2 separate regions of the Mus musculus genome follow, and region 2 is linked to region 1. The links are chromatin contacts, called in public Micro-C maps. All regions are on one chromosome and are shown on one strand. Each heading gives the region's core, a stretch centred on a gene start, on an enhancer-like site or on the middle of the called end of the contact. The rest is flanking DNA. Distances are from core to core; before and after follow the strand shown.

The links. Hi-C and Micro-C count contacts between places; a contact is called where the count stands out from the background.
Region 2: a contact with region 1 is called in a Micro-C map of muscle stem cells, with 3 times the contacts expected there. The contact joins two enhancer-like sites. A contact is called at or near these places in 1 of 15 datasets of contacts at CTCF or cohesin (the NIH/3T3 cell line), 9 of 484 Hi-C or Micro-C datasets (the C2C12 cell line, embryonic fibroblasts, forebrain and 4 more) and 2 of 115 datasets of contacts at active chromatin or transcription factors (heart atrium and neural progenitor cells).

Annotation. Positions count from the first base shown.
Region 1 is chr10:70,426,197-70,431,379 of GRCm38.p6, reverse strand. No RefSeq gene overlaps it. Among named protein-coding and RNA genes, the nearest start is that of Fam13c, 12 kb to the left of the region's middle. Within about 2 kb of position 2,904, at least 50 of the 459 cell types and tissues checked have an H3K27ac peak or open chromatin away from gene starts, as enhancers often do. A contact at or near this core is called in the C2C12 cell line, embryonic fibroblasts, heart atrium and 2 more, where this site is marked.
Region 2 is chr10:70,492,764-70,497,946 of GRCm38.p6, reverse strand. All of the region lies in intron 4 of Fam13c (family with sequence similarity 13, member C), which reads right to left. Among named protein-coding and RNA genes, the nearest start is that of Fam13c, 54 kb to the right of the region's middle. Within about 2 kb of position 3,231, at least 68 of the 459 cell types and tissues checked have an H3K27ac peak or open chromatin away from gene starts, as enhancers often do. A contact at or near this core is called in the C2C12 cell line, embryonic fibroblasts, heart atrium and 2 more, where this site is marked.

The DNA of each region.
Region 1 (5,183 bases), core at 1,655-4,154:
CCAGGGCTACACAGAGAAACCCTGTCTTGAGGAAGGAAGGAAGGAAGGAAGGAAGGAAGGAAGGAAGGAAGGAAGGAAGGAAGGAAGGAAGGAAGAAAGGAAGGAATTCAGAACACAGGGGGTTTGGGGACCCAGAAGTGTCCTTTCATCACGTGTACCTTATTCTTGAGTGACCAGAGACATATATGCTCTCCTGACCCCTTCCCTTTCTCCTTTTTGGTATCCCGCCCTTCCCCTCCCCTCTCCCTGTTGTTACCACAATAAGGAAGTCTCCAGTTTTTGGCACTCATTTGAAGGATCTGAAACCACTTAGAGGCATAGACAAAGGACAGCCTAGCCAGGTTTAGGTCCCATCCTTTGCTTCCTGGGCTATCACCAGTTTACCTGCGAGGCCACCTGAAAGCTCTCCCCTGCTTCCTTGGCTGGTAGCTGCAGATCACCTGTAACACGCCTTTGACAGCTATACCCACCACTGATTTGGGTCTAGCTCTAGCTTCTTCCTGTCTCTGCTGCGTGTTGCTGCTACGAAGGACAAAGCCACTCTGACTGTCATGTCTTCCTTTCCACGATGGACCAAAATCTTTTAGAAGCTATGAGCCAGCCTCAACCTTTCCTCCTTTGAGATTCTTCTGTGAAGTATTTTGTTACAGCAACAAGGAAGTAACTAACATTGTAGCTAACCATTTCTGGAACCCAGTGCGCCCAAGACATGGTCAGCTAGATCTCACGGTTTTTAGTGGTTTGGTCTCCTTGAAGCCTAGGATTTTTGGGTAAATGTAAAATTAAACTTGTATATCTCATTTTTGAAAGAGAAGAGAGAAGAGAAAACGAAAAGGGAAGAGCTCCTATTCTGTTCTCAGCTCCTCTGCCATATCCAGCGTGGGATGCCAGAGACTGCGAACCTGGTATGGAGGCTGCCCCTTGTCCACCCCCCGCCGTGTGGGGTCAATGGCTTCACACAGCCACCCACCCAGGACCGAGTGGAAAGCGTCCCACAGTCCTCCCGAGTCTGCCCGACCAGTGCGCCAGAACTCTCTCCCTCCTCCCTCTTTCCCCTACACCACAGCCCCACATCTCCCCTCTACTATAAGGAGGAGGAAGGAGGGGAGAAAGAAGAGGAGGAGGAGCGGTAGCTGAAGCTTGAGGGCTTCTGAGGTCAAGGGGAAGGCCGAGGAGACCGCCAAGGATGAGAAGCATCAAAGGCCTGGTGGGATGAAGGGGTGGGGCTGGTTGGGGGCAAGGGGAACACCCACATTTCCAGTCAAGATCTGGTATTATTCATTTCTGATCCACGCTCTTTCTAACGTTATGAGAGTTAGCCCCATGGTGAATGAATCCACTCATGCTCTCCAGGGTGTAGAGTGAATGTGGTCCCTGATACTGCGTGCTTGTGAGAATGGTGGTGTGGTTGGGGGCCTACCTTGTGGTTCTCATGAAGTTGGCCAGGCATTGCCTGCTGTACAGTATGTGGTCAAACATTGAGTTGGAGATGTAGGTTCAAGCTATAGCAACTAATGGGAACCAGAGGAAGCGGCTACAGGGGCTGCCTCTGTCCTACGTTTCATGTTATCTGTGGCTCTCGTCCCCAGTTCTGCAGCTCTCTTCCTCTAGGCCAGTGACGTCTTAACTCAAAGGTTTCTAGTCTGTTTGTTTTTTGTTTTTGTTTTTTGTTTTGTTTTATTTTGTTTTTTTTTTTTGTTGTTGTTTTTTTTTTTTTTTTTTTTTTTTTTTGCTTAAAAGACTGAGTCTCTGAATGGGATGTTCCCCGTAGTTCAAGCATTTGAATACCCTGTCCCCAGTTGGTGGCTGTTTAGGGAGGCTTAGGGGGTGTGGCCTTGCTAAAGGAAGTACATCACTGGAGGCGGGCTTTGATGTTTCAAAAGATTCGTGCCATTTTGAGTTAGCTCTGCCGGCTTCCTGTCTGCTGCTTGTGATCTGAGCTCTCTGGTGTTCCTGGCGCTGTGTCTGCCACTCGAGGCCATGATACGCCTACATCGATGGACTCTTATCCCTCCGGATTGATAAGCCTCCAATAAACTCTTCCTACTATACGCTGTCTTGGCCATGGTGTTTTACCACAGCAATTGAAACCCACATATCCCAGCCTGCCTTTCAATACATTGTAGATCCAAGGATAACCTTGATTTCTCTTCTGCCTCTACCTCCAAAGTGTTTGAATTTTAAACCTTTTATACCACGCCCAGGTGTCCTTTAATACATAAATAAATAAATAAATAAATAAAAACTTTTCTAATAGACACAAATGTTATAATAACTAGAATGACAAACAGATTCCCATTTACCATCCAAACAATCAACTGATAAAACAAAGCTGAGCTGATCCTCTTCTGGGTAAGGAAGAGACTCTGTCTTGGCTGAGTTTTGATGCCCCATTGATGTAAAGATGCCATACTTAGGATATGTATGAGCTTTGGTGTCTAGTTCAAGGTAAGTCTACCAATGGGAGGAGGCCCGATTAGAATGATGTAACTTCTTAGAGTCAGCCCGGATCTGTGCTTTCTGTTAGGGAGTTGAGTCATTTGATAGACATTTAATATTCTTAGGGGAAGATTCGGGGTGGTGGTGGGGGGAGTCATGTGTTGTCAACACTTGTCTTCCCAGACAAGAGTGACCTGGTATGATCAGACTGATGGGGCAGTTGGAACAGTGATATTATCAAGGCAGCTGAAGAGTGAAGTCAGTTCCACACACACCTCACACCTCAGTTCTGTGGGTGTCATGGTTTGCATTCTTGGGGGTCTCCCAGGCCTTCTCGCTTTTGTTGTTCTTTGCTACAGTATCTAAGATGATTGCTTATTTTCTTCAGAGAGCCAGAGCTATCTAGCTCATACACACCACAGTAATTATGTAAAATCTGTAATAACCAGAACCTTCAGACACTCACTTCTCCAGTTCTATTCTTAGCTTTATCTGGGAAGCCAAAGAAAGAGCTCTGGGCTAAAAATTTGCCGTTACACTCTGGCATAAAAAAAAAAAAAAATTGCTGGAGACTGTTCATAGTCGCAGAAAGCTCGGAACAGAAACCATCTCCTTATTAGGCAAACAGCCAGGCCAAGCCACTCCACCAGGAGCAGAGAGAACTGGCAAACATCAATTCCATGTGGGCTTTGTGGAAAGTGAGCCAGGGGCACTCAGCTCCATTTTAGTAAATTATACCCTTCTTCTGACGGAAAAAAAAAATGACCCTAAAGAAAGCAAACTTTTGACAACATAGCTTGTGATATCATCTCCTGCAAGGTTCTGGTTTAAAACAAACAAACAAATGCATGTCATTTTTTTTAGATTTTATTTTTATTATTTTTAATATGTGTGTGTGTGTGTGTGTGTGTGTGTGTGTGCCTGTGAATGCTGGTGCCTATGCTGGAGGGGTTGGATTGCCTAGAGCTGGAGTTACAGACAGTTGTGAGCTGCCTGACGTGGGTCTAGAGCTGGAGTTACAGACAGTTGTGAGCTGCCTGACGTGGGTCTAGAGCTGGAGTTACAGACAGTTGTGAGCTGCCTGACGTGGGTTATGGGAACCCAACTCCCATCCTCTGCAAGAGCAATACGTGCTCCTTACTGCTGAGTCCCAGCATTCGGTGTCCTGACATCACTGCTTCAAAACCTATTGTCCTCAGTCTTGCAAGCTTTCAGGGACAGTAGGAGAGGGCACACATGGAGAGGCACATACAGAGCCTGCCATCCGGATGCTACTGGTGTTTCAATATGGTGTCTACCTGAGAGGAAGGAGTTAAGTCAAGGAGTGGAAGCAGAAGATGGCGGGTCAGGTGGGGCTTCCAGGGACTGTGATATAGTGGATATATATCAAATTTATATATAAATAGATGCATCAAATTTATATATATATAAATATGCATCATATATATATTTGATTTTTTAAAAAATTTCATTTCCCAACACCCATGAAAGATGGCTCAAAATCACTTGTAACTCCAGCTCTAGAAGGATCCATATCTCTGTGACACCTGTGTGTCCTGTGACACCTGATCTTACTTGAACATACACACACACACACACACACACACACACACTTAAAAGTATTTTTTTAAGAAAGTGTGTATGTGTGTAATGTGTACACACATGTTGTATGCAGAGGTATGTGACTGTGCACACTGAATGTCATATACCTGGTCTCCACCTTATTCCCTCAAGGCATGGCCTTTCACTGAACTTGGAGCTAGGTTAGCATCCAGCAAACCGTAGAGGTAACTTCTCTGCTCCTCACAGCATCCCAGTGACAGGTATCCTATATACAAGGAACTGGAGGCCCCTTTTCACATGAGTTCTTGGGATGTGAGCTCTGATCCTTTTTCTTTAGAATAAGGGCTCTCACCTATGAAGCCATGTCCTCAGCCCCATGATGAATAATTTTGAGCACAATCCCAGAATGCTTAGAATCAGACTTCAGAAGTATAAGTTGACAACCACCTGAACAAACACGGGTCTGTGCTGGATCTAGGTTTTATTATTATTGATTGATTGGTTATTTGTGTGTCTGTCTGTTTATGGTTCTTGAAACAGAGTCTCCTGTTGCCTAGGCTGTCCTCAGACTCTCTATATAGCCCAGGCAGGCCTCAAATTCCTGATCCCCCTACCTCCCACCCCAAGGGGTGGGGTTACAAGCATTAAGCCACCACCCAGTGAATGTCTGGGGTTGTAATGAACCCTAGCAAGTTCCCAGTGATCCAGCTGTCTGTGTGACTCACACTCCTGGGCTACCACTGCCTAGGTCTCTAGGGCATCCTCCCCTTCATGGCTTGGCTTATATTCCAGAAATGCAAAGCAACCGTGTCTAAATAGTCAGTTTCTGCACTGACTCTGCCCCAGAGTGCTGAGAGAAAAGCTTGAGTCAGAGAAAAGACAAATTAACTTGTCATCCTCCCTCTCCGAGAGGGGATGCAGGAGACTTGTGTAATAAAGAATTTCCCAGGGATGCAGGGAATCCACCTTGCTTGTCTTTGCTCCAAGGGAGCTAGACGCATTTACAAATGAGGGGGTACAGGCAGCTGAGGAGTGCCTTACAACTACGGTGTTTCACACCACTCTAGAACAAGTTGCAGTGGAACTGTAGCATGCTGGCCTGGTTTAGTAAGTCAGCTGTAGGGTACACACACACACACACACACACACACTCACACACATCACACACACACACACACACA
Region 2 (5,183 bases), core at 1,982-4,481, 66 kb before region 1:
TGAGTTAACTTGTTTTAAGAAGACTCTTTTGCAGATAGAGTCATTTACAGCTGGAACACTGAGTCAACTTAGATACTAAAGACAACGCTCTCTGAACGGCTCCGGAGGTTAATGAGTTCAGCATGCCATAACCCATTCAGAAAGGTACACTGAGCAACACCATCGGCCTGGTTCCTTCAAAATAATAAGCGAAATTTTCCCTGTAGCCGAAAGTTGGGTCAGTGTGCTTCTGAGAGTATATAAAAGAGTGGCGGAACAGGACGACCATGCAGGAGCACACTGAGGATGCCCTCCACGCCTGCACAGGCTAGCATCTTCCTCCTGCAGTCATCAGAAGGCTCGGGCTCCCAGTCACCAGGTCAAGTATGCACAGCCACAATGAGCAGAGAATGAGGAAGACTTTGAGGTTCAGCTGCACCACCTCTCTTGGTCTCCTGAGCCACCAACATGGCAAGGTAGCAAAAGGACTCCTGGGGACAGAGATTAAGCCATCCCTTCTTTCCAAATCATTGAATTGGTCCTAAGTTCTTTGTTATCTATGGTGGTCCTCAAACTATGCTTTCACGGTTGTTGTAAACCAAAGAAACTAGGAGTGTGGTGTTTTTAAAGATTTATTTTAAATTATGGGCCCATGTGTCTGTATATGAGAATATGCATGTGAGCCCAGGGTGCATTGAGGCCAGAAGGCAATGTTGCAACCTCTGCAGCTGAAGCCACAGGCAGCTGTGAGCCATCTGTCATGGATGTTGGCTTCTCTGGCAGCTCACCAAAACTTGGTTATTATTAAAATATGCCATTAGTCATCAGAATTATGTAATGATTCCAGTGTGCTGTTTTATGTGACACTAGACCCCCTGTATTGTTTTTATACAGCTGTCAGTAACAGTAAGCATCATTTATGAACAGCCCTTCATGTCCCATGAGGCAGCTATTACTATCTTCTTTAGAACTGGCCCAGAAGACAAAAGACAGACAAGCCATGGGAGTTGGTCATTGGCAGAGTCCTTGCTCGGCAGTGAAAGGCCCTGGGTTTGGATCCCGGACCTGATGAAGGAAGAAAGGGAAGGAGAAAGGGAAAAAAGAAAAGGGAAGGGAAGGGGAGGGAGGGAATAGGTTAGGCTAGGAGAAGGGAGGGGAGAGGAGGGGGAGAGGAGGGGAGGGGGAGAGGAGGGGAGGGGAGGGGAAGGAAGGAAGAGGAAAGGAGAGGAAGAGGAAAGATAGTCATGAAGAAAATGAAGAAGCAGCATACGAAGACAAGAAGCTAACCAGAACCTGTTTTGTAGTTACCAGAGAGAAAGCAGTTTTAAGGAAGAAAATAATGGAATCCAAGACTTCACCAGCCCTCCAGCATCCAGCTGGTCATGCCAGGTGGTTTAATCAAATTACTTCAATTAATCCTCAAGAGTACCACATGAGATTAACATTATTATACCCATTGACCCAATAGAAGGAAGGGCAGCTAAATAATTCATTGTTTATTCAACACATATTTAGTAAGTATCAATTATGTACCTTAATCTAGATCAGGTATTGGGACAAGACAGTGCATAAAAAGTCCACTGTCATAGATTCATTTTAGGATTTATCTCTAATTTTACATGTATGGATGTTCTGCCTGTATATGTGTCTGTATACCAAATGTGTGCCTGGTCCCCACAGAAGCTAGAAGAGGGCATCAGATCCTCGGGGAATGGAGTTACAAATGCTTGTGGCCATCATGTGGGTGCTGGGAATCAAACTAAGTCCTCCGGAGAGCAGCCAGTGCTGTCTATTGCCAAACCATCTCTCCAGCCCTAGGCTCTGTATTTTCATGAAAGGAACAAAGACATAAAAAAACAGTAAGTCAACAATAACTGATGACCCACCGGATGGCAGGATTGTGGAGAAACAGAAAGCAAGGCACATGAGACCAGACTAGAAGGAAAACTGTTCAAACCCTCACAGTCAGAAAGTGCCAATCACCCAGAGACAAGGAGCATGACAGCCTGACATAAGAATGTTAAAGCTCAGGGCTGGAGAGATGGCTCAGCAGTTAAGAGCACTGAGTGCTCTTCCAGGGGACCTGAGTTCAATTCCCTGCAACCACATGGTGGCTCACAACCATCTGTAATGAAATCCCATGCCCTCTTCTGGTGTGTCTGAAGAGAGCAACAGTATACTCATGTAAAATAAAGAGTGTTAAAGGTCATATAAGGAGGCAAAAATAAACAGAAGTCTTACTGGAAAAGCTCAGTCGTGACTGAGGAGACAAGTATGCAGCTGAGTTCAATTCCTTCTCCCCCACACCCTTAAGACATTGCTTCAACCATGGTCAATCCTGCCAAGAAATTGTCTTATACATAATATTCGCACCAGACTGAAATTCTCCCTTCAGTTCTACTGCCTTCCCTCCACCCACAGCAGCAGGCAAACAGCTACATGTCTCCATCAAACCCACATCTCTGGAAGGCAGAGATGAGCAATTCAGAACACTGCCAATCCATCACAACTTTGGTTCCTAGCCAAGGCCTAGGTAAGCAAGAAGGCATGCAGCGTGTACTCTCCAGAGCCCAACAGTGGCCCTCAATACTGATGCCTTGTTCATCACAGATACCATCATTCTGGTTGCAACAATGGCTGGCACAATCACCACCACCACTGCCAGCATCTGCCACCAACACCACCATTAGCATCTTCACCTCCATCAGCAGTATTACCACCATCACCACTAACAGCATCACAAGCCATACCTCCACCAGCAGCACCAGCAGCAGCACCAGTACCATTACCACAAGAATACCTCTGACATCACCTCCAACATCATCATGGACAACACCTCAACATCACCACAAGCAATACCTCTAATGTTACACAAGCAATACCTCCAACATCTATGAGCAATACCCCTAATATCACACAAGCAATGCCTCCAACATCACACAAGCAATACATCCACCAACACCACCTGGTAACATCACCACCACCACAAGCAACACTTCCGACGTTACCCTGAGCAATGCCACCACTCTTATATGACTAAAGTGTCACCACTGTCATACCTCCACCATCAGTGCCAAAATCAACACAATACAGTAAGTAAAAATACGGATGCTTAAAATGAACTTCAATAGAGAAATACCAACGGTAATTGTGTACTGATGTTAAAATGGCTTCTCCTCTGGATCTATGCCTCTGAGCTTGTGAACAGCCCATTGAAAGGCAGCTTTAAAAATTGGCATGCCCTTTTTGCTGGATTCCTGAAGTGTTTGCAGAGTCGGGCTGCAGGGCCATCCTGCAGTGGGCCTCTCTGGGGAGGTGTTCAGGAATTCAAAACAACAAAACCAACTAAGCATTCAAATATTTTTCTTGGCCCCAGAACAACTTCAGACCACAGGATGTGATAATTTGTGAAAGAAACACTGTATTTTAGCTCAAGGTTTGATTTTTTTACATCAGCATTTTAACTATAATTTAATTAGTTGATGGAACAGTCCTGCTTCAGTGAAAAGCTTCCAGCTAGCCAGTGGCTGAGAGAAGCTATCCCAGCGTCCCCTAAACTGTTCATCTCTCCCTTGCCAATATGTTACCAGGATTTCAACTTCTTACCTCAAATGACTTGTTTATCTGTCCCCTCCTCTCCACACCCTTCTCTACCATCTTGAGCAAAGCTGCTATTATCTCTTTGCTGAAATAACAAAGGTTTCCTTCTGGTCTCTCTATTCCTCCTTTCCCAGAGCATTTCCCACAAAAGATCTGGCCACTCACTACCCTCTGCCCACTGCACTCAACGCATACCATTCTGAGAAAATCTACTAAGGATTCACCAGCAGCTCTCGAATGAGTTAGACAACCTGGGCAGGAGGAGTGAAGCACAACCCATGTAACCATGAGTTCCCAGAGAGACACTCACTCTACAATTCTGAAAATGTCTTATGATGTCTGAAGGATTTAGTGTTGGCCCACCTCTTCATTGTCTTCTCAGGCCACGCCCATCTGTGCTGTAGTTAAAAGGGCATCCTTCTAGTTCCTCCCAAGCACTACACTCCTTCCAAGCTCATGCCTTCAGGCATGATGCCTGCTTAGGGTTTTTCTGCTGTGAGCAGACACCATGACCAAGGCAAGTCTTTTAAAGGGCAACATTTAATTGGGGCTGGTTTACAGGCTCAGAAGTTCAGTCCAGTATCTTCAAGGCATATAAAGAGGAGCTAAGAGTTCTAAATCTTGTTCCAAAAGCCATTGGAAGACTGGCTGCCTGGCAGCTAGGAGGAGGAGCCCACATCCACAGTGACACACTTCCTCCAACAAGACCATACCTACTCCAACAAGGCCACACCTCCTAAGAGTACCACTCACTGCGCCAAGCATATTCAAACCACCAAAATGTCCTTGTGCCTACCTAATTCTTCCTTCCCAATCCATTTCTGAATTAATTCATTTATCCTTTAGAAACCATGTACCTCCCAAATATGTCTTCTTTTTAAGGGGACCTGTTGCATAGGGAACTACTCAATCCACAATTCCATATATTTATAATTATTTAAAAGTCACTTTTGATGGCAAGCTCTGTGGGACAGGAACCATGAATTTTGCTTAACATTTATCTCTGCAGCCAATCCCAGCACAGGATATAGGATTTTAATTTTATATCAACATTTTAATTATAATTCACTTAGTTAATGGAACAGTCTTGCTTCAATTAAAAGCATGCATTTAGCCAATGGCTGACAGATCTAACCCAGAGTCCTCTAAGCTGTTTATTTCTCCCTAGCCCAACAGCCAGTATGATGTGTGTGTGTATGAGTGTGTGTTTGTATATTTGTATATGAGTATATACATTTATATGTATGTATATATTTGATAATAAAGTATTTATCTCAGACTCCTGAATAGTTGCCAATTCTGATCAATTATTAAGTGTGTAAGACCCGTGCTCCCTTCTCTCCCTGAGGCATGCCAGCAAAGCCTGCAGGCTGCAATGACTCTCACTCCCATAAGTATGTTTCTTCCTTGAGAAGGCTGACTAGCCAGTTGGTGCCTAAGACTAGTTAGACAGCTAACCTGTAATTCAGAGAACCTTGTCAGAAAGAGTAGAAGATAAGCACCTAACTGTATTCAGAGTGCTTCACAGAAAACTGGGCCTTAGGCCTAAATAAAGCTGACCACAAATGTCATCACAAGATTTACAATATTCCTCAATATTAGGA